2 separate regions of the Mus musculus genome follow, and region 1 is linked to region 2. Evidence: chromatin contacts called from public promoter capture Hi-C data. All regions are on one chromosome and are shown on one strand. Each heading gives the region's core, a stretch centred on a gene start, on an enhancer-like site or on the middle of the called end of the contact. The rest is flanking DNA. Distances are from core to core; before and after follow the strand shown.

The links. Capture Hi-C pulls out chosen DNA fragments and counts their contacts.
Region 1: a promoter capture Hi-C map of adipose tissue shows a contact between it and region 2. The contact joins two enhancer-like sites. A contact is called at or near these places in 2 of 9 other capture datasets (adipose tissue and liver).

Annotation. Positions count from the first base shown.
Region 1 is chr11:53,848,092-53,854,832 of GRCm38.p6, forward strand. It overlaps Gm12216 (predicted gene 12216), which reads right to left. Exons shown (of 4, transcript NR_033332.1): 2 at 1,914-2,019. Among named protein-coding and RNA genes, the nearest start is that of Gm12216, 7.8 kb to the right of the region's middle. Within about 2 kb of position 1,995, at least 91 of the 459 cell types and tissues checked have an H3K27ac peak or open chromatin away from gene starts, as enhancers often do. A contact at or near this core is called in adipose tissue, where this site is marked.
Region 2 is chr11:53,679,079-53,685,605 of GRCm38.p6, forward strand. Rad50 (RAD50 double strand break repair protein) reads right to left here. Exons shown (of 25, transcript NM_009012.2): 12 at 5,048-5,223; 13 at 4,124-4,361; 14 at 955-1,144; 15 at 312-438. Among named protein-coding and RNA genes, the nearest start is that of Rad50, 25 kb to the right of the region's middle. Within about 2 kb of position 4,288, at least 12 of the 459 cell types and tissues checked have an H3K27ac peak or open chromatin away from gene starts, as enhancers often do. A contact at or near this core is called in adipose tissue, where this site is marked.

The DNA.
Region 1 (6,741 bases), core at 745-3,244, 170 kb after region 2:
CTAGGCTATTGACTGTGCTTGAGAATAAACCCACTGCCACAGATAGCCAAAATGAAACAGCAAACAAATGAAGACAATTTAAGAGAGAGAAGAGAAAGGAACTAAACTGCATGGTGCCCATCTTCAAGCCCACCACTTAGGAGGCAGAGGCAGGCAGATCTATAAGTTGGAAGCCAGCCTGGTCTACAGAGTGAGTTCTCAGACAGCCAGGGCTACTGTTGAAACTCTGTTTCAAAAAAAACAAAAACAAAAACAAAACAAAAAAAAAAACAAAGCGAGGAAGGAGGGGTGAAGGTAGGAGGGAGCAGGAGAGGGAGAAAGAAACTGGATTGTAAACAAAATACATCAATTAAAAAGTTGTTTTGGAAGGCAGGAGAGATGGCTCAGCGGTTAAGAGCACTGACTGCTCTTCCAGAGGTCCTGAGTTCAATTCCAGCCCCCACATGGGGCTCATACCCATCTGTAATGGGATCCCATGCCCTCTTCTGGAGTGTTTGAAGACAGCGATCATACTTGGAGAGTCTCACTACGTAGCCCTGGCTGTCTGGGAACTTACTATGTAGATCAAGGTTTCCTCAAACCCATAGAGATCAGCCTGCAGCCCTAGAACTAAAGATATGAACTATTATGCCCAGGCCCAAATTTAAATACTTTTTAAAAATTAGTAATTTTAGGCAAAAGACAAAAAGCAAACTTGATTTACAAAATACCTCTTTCTTCCAACCATAAAAACCTCACTCTTTTTTTGTTTGTTTGTTTTTTGTTTTTCAAGACAGGGTTTCTCAGTATAGCCCTGGCTGTCCTGGAACTCACTCTGTAGACCAGACTGGCCTCGAACTCAGAAATCCACCTGCCTCTGCCTCCCAAGTGCTGGGATTAAAGGCGTGCAGCACCACCGCCCAGCAAAACCTCTCTCTTAAGCAGGGTGTTTGGTAAAATTAAGATCCAACATTCCAGCTGAGTGTCTGGAATTCCATAGGATGAAGACAGTGTGGAGCAAAGCTGACCCAGGTTGGGGCTGAGCAACAGGGACCACCAAGGTTGCTGCTGATGTCACAGGAACCTTCTCAGGTGGGGACTTAAAGGGATCGCAGCTGAGGGACAGTCATCACACCAAGCCCAGCAGGTGAAATTCAGGGAGGGCGGGTAGAAGGAAGGAGGGGTGCAGTGACTTTGGCATGAAAAGGCAGAGGTAATCTCAACAACAATACAACATTTGGTAGAAACACTAACAAAATGGGATTAAAAAAAAATAGACCACCAGCCCATTCAAGTCCACTGAGTTTTCTTTAAAGCGTTATTTTTTGTGCCTGTGCATGTGCACAGCTGTGTGTGTGTGTGCCATGAGAGGCCCGAGGAACACATCAGTCTCTGGAGCTGGAGTTCCAGGGGTGGGTTATGAGCTAGGAACGGAACTCATGTCCTCTAGAAAGAAAAGGATGTGTTCTCCACCCGCAAGCATTCGCAGCCCCTGAGGTCTCTCCAGCCCCTCAAAGGACTGAAGCACAAATAAGGTCTTAGGGTAAGTAAGCTATTAAACTAATGGGTTGTGGGTGGGGTGATCAAGGGAGTAGTCTGGCCTTAGGGCTGACAGAAATCGGGATCTGGTGAGCCAGGATAAGTCCCCAGTGGACCCTGAAGCACTACAGAGCAGCTGTGAGAGCGACTAAAGAGCCTAGCACAGATACCTCACACTCCAACATACCACACACCTGCTGAGCTACTGGGGTGCACTTTCCCCACTCCCACCCGGAGTCCTTCATTCCCTGCAACATTAAAAAGATAGCTGGTTTCACAGATTATGGTTTTGTAGACGAATTGTGAATATCAACTAACAACTCCAACACAGAACACATGTGGTTCACATCAGCGCCTACAATCTAACGCAGGAGGCTGCAAAAGCTCACACTCACTCGGGGCTGGCTTCCAGGCAAGTCTTCAGAAGGAGGGAGTCCATTTTCTTCTTTCTTGGCTGTCCAGCCTCCTGACATCACAAGGAGGCCCGGGGCATGCTGCCACCTGCAGGCCAGACATAGAAACACTTAAGACTGACCCAGAGCACTCAGCTAAAGCCACCCACCAAAGCAAGCTCTTCTGGCCCTCCCTACCTCCCTGCCCTTTCTATTTTATTTTATTTTATTTTATTTTATTTTATTTTATTTTATTTTTATTTTGAGACTGGGCTGTGTAGCGCTGGTTGGCCTGGAACTTGCTTTGTGGACCAGGCTGGCCTCAAACCCACAGAGATCTGGATGTCTCTGCCTCCAGAGATTAAAAGGCACAGGCCACCACACCTAGCTGCTGTTTAAATTTTATTTTTTAGACCTTGATATCAAAGCTGGCCTGAAACCTGTGATCCCCCTGCCTCATCCTACGAAGTGCTGAGACTGGGGGTAAGTGCCGCAACATCTGGCAAGTATAAACATTAAAAAAATATTACATGTATGTATTCGTCGACTTGGGAGGGGAGTGTGTGTGTTGGCATGTATGCTCTACAGCGTGTGTGTGGAAGTCAGAGGACAACTTTCAGGAATTTGGTCTTTCCTTCTACTCTGTGGGTCTTGGGGATTGAACTCAGATTATCAGGGTAGAAGAGAAGTGCCTTTACCCCACTGAGCAAGCTTGCCAGTCCCATCCAATTTTTCTTTCTTTTATTTTTCTCCCCCTAACCCCAAGATAAGTCTTTCTACATAGCCTGGCTATCACAGAACTCACTGTATAGACCAGGCTGGCCTCCAACTCAGAGATCTACCTGCCTTAGCCCTCCAAGAGCTAAGATTAACACACCAACCCACAGACATTTCTTAATGACAGCAGCTAACCCACACGCAGCTGTAGACCACATGCTTGGCTTTTATTCATTTATTGAATCCTCAGAGCAACAGGTGAATGTTTTTTAAAAGGTCTCCACCAGTCAGCCTAATGTCAAAATTAGGCTGGGTGATTAAAATGAAGAATGGGGATATCAGCTGATTTCAAAGAGGTTGGTGAGAAATGGAAACCTGGAGATGCTGAGTACCCTGGAGGCTGTTCCCACATCTTCACGAATACAGCACCGCCCTGGTATTTGGGGTGAGAGATGCATACACACAAGATAAATTTCTCCTCTCAGGGCTTCCACTCTACTACTAGAGGTAACACAGGAAAGATGGTAAATGCGGAGCAGGAGCTACACAATGGCTCAGTGGGTAAGTACCTGCACAGGAGCAAGCAAGCAAGCAAGCAAGCAAGCAAGCAAGCAAGCAAACAAGCAAGCATCAAGACCTGAGTTCGATTCCCCAGAACTCATGTAAAGCCAGGTGCAGTGGTGCATGCATCTATACTCCAAACGCTCCTATGGGGAAGCAGGAGATGAGACAGGAGAATCACCAGAAGCTCACAGGCCACTTAGCCAGGAGGGCACAGCACAGAGGCAACCAACCCAGACTCTGCTTCCAGCAAAGTGGAAGGTGAGGACCATAGGCTGAACTTGTCCTTTGATCTTCACACATTCACCATGCCTTGTATATGCACACACACACACACACACACACACACACACATCCATAATACACATGTGCACATGCACACTCACAGACACACATGCTGAGCACGAGCAAAGTATAGGCGGTAGAAAACGAGATCAACAAACAAATCTCGTGTATATTCCTTTGTCTTCAAGAGCTCCCTGACCATGTCAGGTTTTGCTTGCAACTGCATGTCGGGCACCTGCTAGGGATACAATCATAGGCAAGCTTTAGCCAGGCTCTTAGCTCCTATGGAGTCTTTACATAGTAACTGTGGTCCCTGCCGCCTAGAGTGTTACCACAGGAATATTTGCTACTCTCTGTAGAGTGAGGACATCTTGGGTGGGGTGGAGACCTGCAGTAGGGAGCATGCTCTGTGTACAGGTTAGGTCACAGACAGGAAGCGGTGTGGAGGCAGCAGGCGGCTAAGAAGGGGCGTGGCCAGCCTTTCAGTGCACTTGATGCCAAACAGTCGTATCCTCTGTGAACCACAGCAACTCTCAGGGTCCTGGGCAGAGAGGAATAATGTGCTCAGATGTGTGTTTTTAAAAGATTATGCTAGGTAGTGAGTTGAAAGGCAATCATCTCTCCAATGATGTGGATGTCTGAATTCCTGAGACTGTCATATGCTCCTGCACACAGACAAGGGGGTGATGCAGATGTGAGTGAGTGTCTTGAGAAGGAGAGAGCATTCAGGTGAATGTATTAATCACAGTTCCTCCTTAGGGGTTCCTGAAAGAATTCGATACTGCCAGACTCTTCCAGAACCCTTAAATAATGACTGTGTTATTTTAAGCCACCGAGTGGTGTGTGCATGAGCAAATGACAGAGGACAATTTGTGGAATTTGCTTCTCTCTCTTATGTGCGATCGAACTCAGGTCCTAAGACCTGGATAGCAGCAGTGGGAGATGATGAGGCTGTGTGTCAGAGAGCAGCCTTCGCTTCAGTGAAGAGCCAGCTCTAGTACCCGGAAAAGACTGGGAGATGATTAGGAAGGCTGCTTCCCTGCAATGTGCCCCCTGCTCCAGTCCCCTTGCTGCATGCAGGGTCACAGGGGCCTAACTGGATTCTAAGAGCATAAAGAGACCAAGGCCTGCCTGCAGATGGCAAATCTGGCAGACTTAGGGGCAGGGGAAAGTTCACTCTGTGTGTGTGTGTGTCTATGTATGTATGTGTGTTAATATATAAAAATGGTTTGTTTGCAAATGGTATGTGTATGCCTGGTGCAGGTGGAGGCCAGAAAACAAAGCACTAGAGCCCCTGGAACAGGAGTGATGGAACCATGAGCCACCATGTGGGTACTGGGAATTGAGCCTGGCTCCTCTGAAGAACAGCCAGTGCTCTTAACCACTGAGCCATCCCTCAAACTCTCAAGTTTTTGTTGTTGTTTGTTTTTAAATTTTACATGTATGTATGGATGTTTGCCTACATGTAGGTCTGTATAGCACATGTATACAGTGCCCATGGAGGCCAAAGGAAGACACTGATCCCCTGGAACTAGAGCTACAGACAGTGGTTTGCTACCATATGGGTGCTGGGAATTGAACCTCTAGAAGAGGAGCCGTAACTCCTGAGCCATATCTCCATCACACTGGTTCTTGAAACAAGGTCTCATGTTTCTCAGGCTGGCTTCAAACTCAAGTAACCAAGCATGATCTTGATCTTCCTGCTTCTGCCTCCCAAGCTGGGGGATTAGAGGGGCTTGCTATCACACTTTTTAATTTTTAGATTTGCCTATCTCTGCATGTTCATGTGATGGGGTGCACGCAGAGGCCAGAAGAGGGGACTAGGGACCCACCTTTATCATTTTCTGTCTATTCCTTTGAGGCAGAGTATCTGCCTGAAACTGGAGCTGCGAAGCTCAGGGATCCTTCTGTCTCCAGTGCCCTCAAAGCTAAGTTTCAAGTAGGCATGGGACACCTAGCATGTGGTGTGGGTGCTGAGATTTAAGCTGCAATGCTCATAATTGCATAGCATGTACTCTTAATGACTGAGCTGTGGCTCCAGCATCCCTCCCTCCAAATCCCTGGGTTTGTGCAGTGGAGGGGATGATGGAACATCAGGGTTCTTGTGCAGGTGGGTAAGCATTCTGCCAACGGAGCTACATCACTGGTGCTCAGCAGCTCAATTTCAATTTCCATGTTCCTCTAGCCAGTCTCCTATTCTAGGGCAGGGTTATTATAGGAGCCTTCAGTTACAAGGAAGTTTACACAGAGCGATAGAGCATTTGGTTTAACTGAGCTAAAGTAAACGCTGCAAAACCTGAGGAAGTGACTTCAGCATCTGCAAATATTCCAGAAGGTCTCTGTGCCAGGAAAGGTCAGCTGAGGACCAGAAGAGCAGGGATTCCAAAGTATACTTAGGAGAAATGTGAGCCCCTGGGAAGCGTTACTGTGCAGATCCACTTCACTGTGCATCTTCAGAGAGCCAGGGGAAATTCTTAAACGTGTTTGAGCCTTTCCCTTCCACTCCTTAGACAGTTACACGAATAGGCTACAGATAAATGTGGTTAAAAATCTCTAAAGTGGGAAAAAAATAAATGTGGATTTTAAAACAAAGCAAGAAGAATTTAATAACATGGGAAGCTTGCATGACTCTTCTGGGCAGATACTATCTGTAGGAATGCTGGGGAAAGCTGGGAAAGAATAGTAAAAACATGCTCAGGAGGTATTGGGGGGCCAGCCAGATGACTCAGTTCAGTAAAAGGACTGCCGCCAAGCCTGTTGACTTGAGTGCAGTTCTGGGGACCCACACGGTAGAAGGAGAGAAACTGGCTTCCCCATGTTATACTTTGATCTTCACACGTATGTGCACATACACACATGCACACACATAAGCGTTTGATAATTAAAACATGTTAAAAGGTTTCATGTTTAAAAGAAAGTAATAGATTCTTATTCATATTCGCCACTGACAGGGAAATATGTTTGAAGAATTGAATGACAGCGACTGGAGAAATGCCTCAATGGTTAAGATTACTGCTGTTCTTGCAGAAGACTTGGGTGTGAGTCCCAGTACCCACATGGTAGCTCACAAACACCTACATAACTCCAGTTCTCAGGGATCTGGTGCCCTCCTCTGACCTCCATGTGGTTCCTGCATACAAACGGTAGACATACACTCAGGCATACACACACGACCATTAAAATGAAATATATATATTTCATTAAAATGAAATATACATATATATATATGTGAAATATATCTATGTATATACACACACACATACATATA
Region 2 (6,527 bases), core at 3,038-5,537:
ACAGTAGCTAAGGGGTGGGTACAGACAACACCACTATCATCCTTTTTGAGTTCTCAAAGTGTACACAGTTCAAAGGCTGAATTCCAGGGGCCTCCACTGCACGTGGCAAGGGTATCTTGCCTGCAGTCCCTCCCCTGGCCACTCCTGGGTGAAGCTCACAGGGCAGGTACCACTGGAAAGAACACAGCTCATCTGACCATGTACCATTCCAAGGCAAAGCAGGCAAGCAGAGACACTTGGAGGGAAGAGAGTGAGTGCACAGGGCTCCTCCACAGAGCAGGCAGTGGCCTCTGTGGCTGTGGACACAGTACCTGTATCCAGCCTGTGCTGCTTTTCCTGCTTTTCCTGGTTAACCTGCTGGACAGTCCGGTCCAAGTCTACTCCCTGCAGCTTAGCTGCCTGCTGTGCAATTTTCCTTTCAACATCTTTCAGCTCCATCTTAAGAACAGAACAGTTATTTTTAAGAGACTTATTCATGATTCAAACTCTTTTAAGGCCAAGTTTAATAGGATAAAAAATAAAATTAAGATCTAGTCCTGCAAATAAGGTAAATGAATTATGCCTCAATTTCCATAGTTTATGAATACTTTAATGCTAGGAATGCATACAAATCAGCTGTCTGCACCTGAAAATTAGCTACTATGCGCACGTGTGTGTGCGTGTATACATATACACATGTATATTATCTATCTATCTATCTATCTATCTATCTATCTATCTATCTAGGGGGATAAGGGGAAGACATGGTTTCACTGTGTAGGCCTAGCTGACCTGGCACTTGCTATATAGACCAGGCTGGCCCTGAACTTACAGAGATCCACCTGCCTCTGCCTCTCCAGCCCTGGGATTAAAGGTGTGTTCCACCACCCCCAGCTACTGTTTTTAATGCACTTACACTTCACATTCAAGAACCCGCAAATCAATCTTATTCTGCTTTGAACTACAGCGGCTTACCTGGAACCTCTCCATGATTGTAACATCTGTCAGGCACACTTTAGCACTTTCTTCTTCAGGCATTATTGTACCCAAGAGTGTTTCCTGCTCTTCTATGTCATTCTTTAGGCGCTGTATGTCTCTATTGACACTCTGTAGTCGGTTTCTTAATTCTGGTATTTCCTTTTCCTTCAAATCAATTATGCTTTGCCTTAAAAGAAAACACAATGAAAGTCAATCTAGCTGACACGTCCTCATAATTAAAGTGAAACTGTGTGTTTTTGGCAAGAGCAGCACAGAAGAACTGCCAACCTTTTCTCGGACATCCTGTCACTGCTCAATGATGTCAGTTATTTGTGATGTTTACCCTATCCATTTGGGTATGGTGGTGTTAGCCAGGTTTCTAGACTGTAAGATGACTCCTTTTTCCCATTTGTATTTTAAAAAATACATCTTAAGAGATATCACAGATCTGAGAATATGTCAATGTCCTGTTTTCAAACATCTGCCTACTGATGCTAGTAGCCACTGTTAACTGTTTATAATAATTATTACTGGGGTGTTGCCAAGCAGAGATAATTTTACAAACTGACTGATTGCACTATCAAAAGTTTCAAGATGGGCTGGAGAGGTGGCTCTTCGGGTTAAGAGCACTGACTGCTCTTCTGAAGGTCCTGAGTTCAATTCCCAGCAACCACACGATGGCTTACAGCCACCCGTGATGAGATCTGACGCCCTCTTATAGTGTATCTAAAGACAGCTACAGTGTACTTACATATAATAATAAATAAATCTTTAAAAAAAAAAGTTTCAAGACCATGACAGAGACAGAAAGGTGGATGCACTGTTGTTGCACAGAGACTGCAGGAGCCTATGGAGAAAGAATCAGATGCAACGTGGGATCCTGAAGACAGGCAGGGATGTGAGGACTGCCGGGCTGCAGTGTGGTTTGCAGTCAGCAGGGCTGCCCAATGTTACTCTTCCTGGTTTCAATAACTGTACACAGGCACTAAGCTCAGCATAACAGTGTGTATGTATTCTCTGTACTAGTTTTCTAAGTTTTTCCTATGTAGAAAGTTATTTCAAAATTAAAAGTATTTTAAATTACAGAGGAAGGGAAGAAGTCAGGCACTCAGCCAAATGCTATATGGGCTCAAGGTATTAAAAAAAGGTATAAAAACATCAACCTTTTTTTTTTTTTGGTTTTTCTTTTTTCTTTTTTTTTTAAGAGCTAGTCTTTTTATTTGTTGGGTCCTAAGACTTCTTTGTATGCTCTTTTTTTTTTTTTTTTAATTTATTATATGTAAGTACACTGTAGCTGTCTTCAGACACTCCAGAAAAGGGCGTCAGATCTCGTTACGGATGGTTGTGAGCCACCATATGGTTGCTGGGATTTGAACTCCGGACCTTAGGAAGAGCAGTCAGGTGCTCTTACCTGCTGAGCCATCTCACCAGCCCGGTTTTTGGTTTTTCAAGACAGGGTTTCTCTGTGTAGCCCTGGCTGTCCTGGAACTCACTTTGTAGACCAGGCTGGCCTCGAACTCAGAAATCCGCCTGCCTCTGCCTCCCGAGTGCTGGGATTAAAGGTGTGCGCCTCCACGCCTAGCTCAGCCTTTTTTAATATCACTATTTGAATCTTACTGTCTCTAAGACAAGTACTGGCTCTATAATTATTATTGATGTCAATTATAAAGCAGTAACACGTATTCAGTTTTTTTTTTTTTTTAAATTCAAAGTTTAGGGGCTGGAGAGATGGCTCAGTTAAAAGCACTGGGTATTCTTTCAGAGAACTGGGGATTAATTCCCAACACCCACATGGTGGCTAACAACCGTATGTAACAACTGTTACATGAGGTCCAATGACATCTTCTGGCCTTCATGAGCATTGCATGCATGGAGTGCACAGATCATACAAGAAAATAAAACATCCATACATATAAACTAAAAATAAACTTTTTTAAAAAAAATCAAGTTTATTTCTGAAAAATTCCAAATTCTTTCTTAAAATTAAATTAATATGGCAAGTCTAAAAAGTACAATAAATTAAATTAGCTGCTAATAACAAGGAAAAAACAACAACCCAAATGTTGGCTATTACATGCTATAACTGTTACTGATTTTTTAAAAAGTATACACTATGACCAAGAAATGCCAACCTTAAAGTACTGTGGTAACAGACAAGTTCTTAAGGGAGGGTTGGAGGGGGGAGAAGAAACAATGAAGTGTTCCTATTTCATATGTATATTAACATGAGCAATCACTTCCATTTCTTATTACTTCCAAAAACCGTGGTCACAGACAGGCCTGTTACATGTAAAAAGGACAGTTATGATGACAGGATTTTGGCTAAGAACCAGGAGCAGTCACACAGTGCTAACAAAGTCTCACACAGGCAGGGAGTGGTCTACAAAGTGAGTTTCAGGACAGCCAGGGCTACAGAGAAACCCTGTCTCAAAAAAAACCAAAAATAAATAAATAAATAAGTAAAGTAAAGTAAGTAAAGAGGCTTCCTGTCTAGAGAACGGACTGTTAAGAGCTCTTTGGAGCAGGACATGGTGGCCCACACCCGACCTTGGGAGGGAGAAGCATGAGGATAAGGAGTTACCGATGAGAACGTCATACCCTTAAGGTTGTCTTGGGGAATGACAAGATTGCTTAGCGGGTAAAGATGCCAGCCACCAAGCCTAATGGCCCGAGTTTGAACCCCAGGACCTACATAATGGAAAGGAGAACTTCTGAAAGTTGTCCTCTGACGGCCACATGAATGACATTGCATGCCCATACCCACACTAAATAAATAAAATGTAGTTTTAAAAGTTAGAGGGTTTTTTGGGAGAGGGGGGCTTAGCAGTTAAGAGCACTGGTTACTCTTCCAGAGGACCAGGATTTAGTTCCCAGCCCTCACAGCCAGCTCACAACCATATAAAACTCCAGTCCCAGGGTATCTAATACCCATTTTGGGCTTCTACAGGTACCAAGTACCCATGTGGTGCACAGACATACATGTAGGCAAACATCCACACACATACATAAAAATTTTTAAGTTGTTTTTTAGAACTTTTCATATTTTGTTTGTGGGGTTTGGAAAATGACATCAACAAGCAGTTTAGAACTGTCGTAACTATGACTCAAGCCAAGCCTCAGGAAACACAGAGTAAAGACCACCCGAGCCAAGACTACTCAGGCTTACCTCACGGGCACAAGCCCAAGCATTTCATCACGGCGCCGCTCTTTTTTCTTCAGTTCCGATTCTGTTGACTTGAGTTTATCTGGAGCAAGCCTCAGCTTGGACTGCAAGTCGCTGATGACTTCCTGTAACTCAGCCTCTGTCTGAAATACTCTCTGACAGACTGGGCAGCAGGACTGGTTTTCATCTGTCAGCTGCGTAATGAACTGGGAGTAAACTGCTGTGGCTCCTGCCAGCATGGCTGTTTAAAAGGTTAGGAAACCCTAGTCAGACACACATGCATTTCTTCCATAATCATTATTCTTGCTTTATAAGTATACCCAAAGGAAATAAAGATTTTGACATTTAAATCTTCCTAAGGATACTCTATATTCTATTTGCATAATCTCTGGCATCTAACATTTTACTGAGATCTTCTATGTGCTAGGCATTCCTTACACACACAATCTCATTTGCTCCTCTTACTGTACTACATAATGCATAGCTTTATTTTCATTCTATAGAGGACAAATCTGAAGCACAAGAAAGGTTCAGCAAGTCCCAAAGCTACTTGTACAGTGAAGCTATACAGCCAGGAACAAGTTCAAGTCTTTTGGGTCTATGCAAAGTTTCTAAACCTCCAGGATAGTCCTTGGGCTGGAGGGGTGGCTGAGCAGTTAAGAGCACTTGCTGCTCTAGCAAGAGAAGCAGAGTTGGTTTTTAGCACCTACACTGGACAGCTCACTATCATCTGCAACACTACCTCCAAGGACGACCTGATGCCTCTGGCCTTGGTGGATACCTGACTCACATGCACATACCCCTTCATACACACAATTATAATTAATTTTCAAAGTAAGTCTTAAAATCTCTGATCCTTAGCAGTTACCTGTGAATGAAATTTCAAAAGTCAAAGTGCCTTGATGATCTCTATAAACTGTAACTTACCTCGCTGCTTTGAGGACTTTTCAATTTCTTCTTTAAGTCTGCCCAAATCACTTTCCAAATCTTGGCTACCACAAACATCAAATAGCTTATCTTCATAACTGGACAACTGTTCTTCCTTTTTCTTTAGCTCATTATTTATATGATTTTTATTTTGTTCAGCTGAAGCTAGCTCTTTGCTAAAATAAAAACAAATGTGGGATATTTGAAAAATTTAAATTATTTAGATTGAGTTTATGTGTCGGAATGCTTTGCCTCCACATAAGGGCATGCACTATGTATGTGCCTGGGACCCAAAGACATCAGAAAAGCATATCAGATGCCACAGAACTGGAGTTACAGGTGGTTGTGAGCCACTGCGTGCATGCTGGGAACTAAACCCAGAGCCAATGCAAGAGTAGCCAGTGCTCTTTACCACTGAGCCCTCTACTCCAGCTCCCTAGAAATTTGAAAATTTTGGTTAAAGAGCTACTACACAAACTCTGCCAAAAGTTGTTAAAGAGATATGTACAATTACTTTCCTATACTTGTATTTTTTATAGTTTTGTGCTGGAAATAGAACAACGGCCCTCAAGCATGGTAACTACACACTACCACATTCTTTCTTTAGAAGTCAGAAGAACAAATTGAATGTTCTCATTTAATCTTCCAGTGGAACGCTCCTCCTAGGACACTGACATCTGCTAACCCTGAGCATGGACCCATTCCCAGATAAATAAATAGGGGCAGAATTCTGCTATATTTCTGGGGCTTACAGCCTCAGACCCCAGATTATGGGATGGAGCAAGCAGCAGCCACCCACTGGCTCTCCTGGAGACAAGAACAAGCAGCAGTTCTACTCCATGGCTCTCCTCACAGCACTTACTCCTTACGCACCTCTAAACACCTCCCCTGGCCCTTCTTGTGACAGCTCGCCTCGTGGTCACTTATCACCCTCATTCATCAAAAACAAGTGCAGCCTTCATCCTATCCAGTCTCCAAGAAGCACCAAACCCTCCTGGCCTCTCCTTGAGGAAACACCCGAGACACCACTGCAGCTGCCTCATCCTGGTCCCCAAGCAGTCGCTGCTTCCACTGACAGCCCCTCTTCCTTAGCATGCAGTGGGGCTTACCCCTTGCATTTAGCTGTGCACCCCTTCTCTTCTCCACTGTGGAGGCCATGCACGCCATGGTATGCATGTGCAGGCGAGAGGATAACTTGCAGAATCGGCTCTCTCCCACCACGTGGGTTCCTGAGAATGAACTGAGGTCATGAGGCTCGGCAGTAAGGGTTCCTTCCGAGATATCTTTTTTTTTGGTTTTTTGAGACAGGGTTTCTCTATGTAGCCCTGGCTGACCTGGAGCTCACTTTGTAGACCAGGCTGGCCTCCAACTCAGAAATCCACCTGCCTCTGCCTCCCGTGTGCTGGGTTATTAAAGGCCCACGCCCAGCTCCTTCTGAGATATCTTACTTGCCCCTCTTTGTACAATTCTTTCAAGGTGA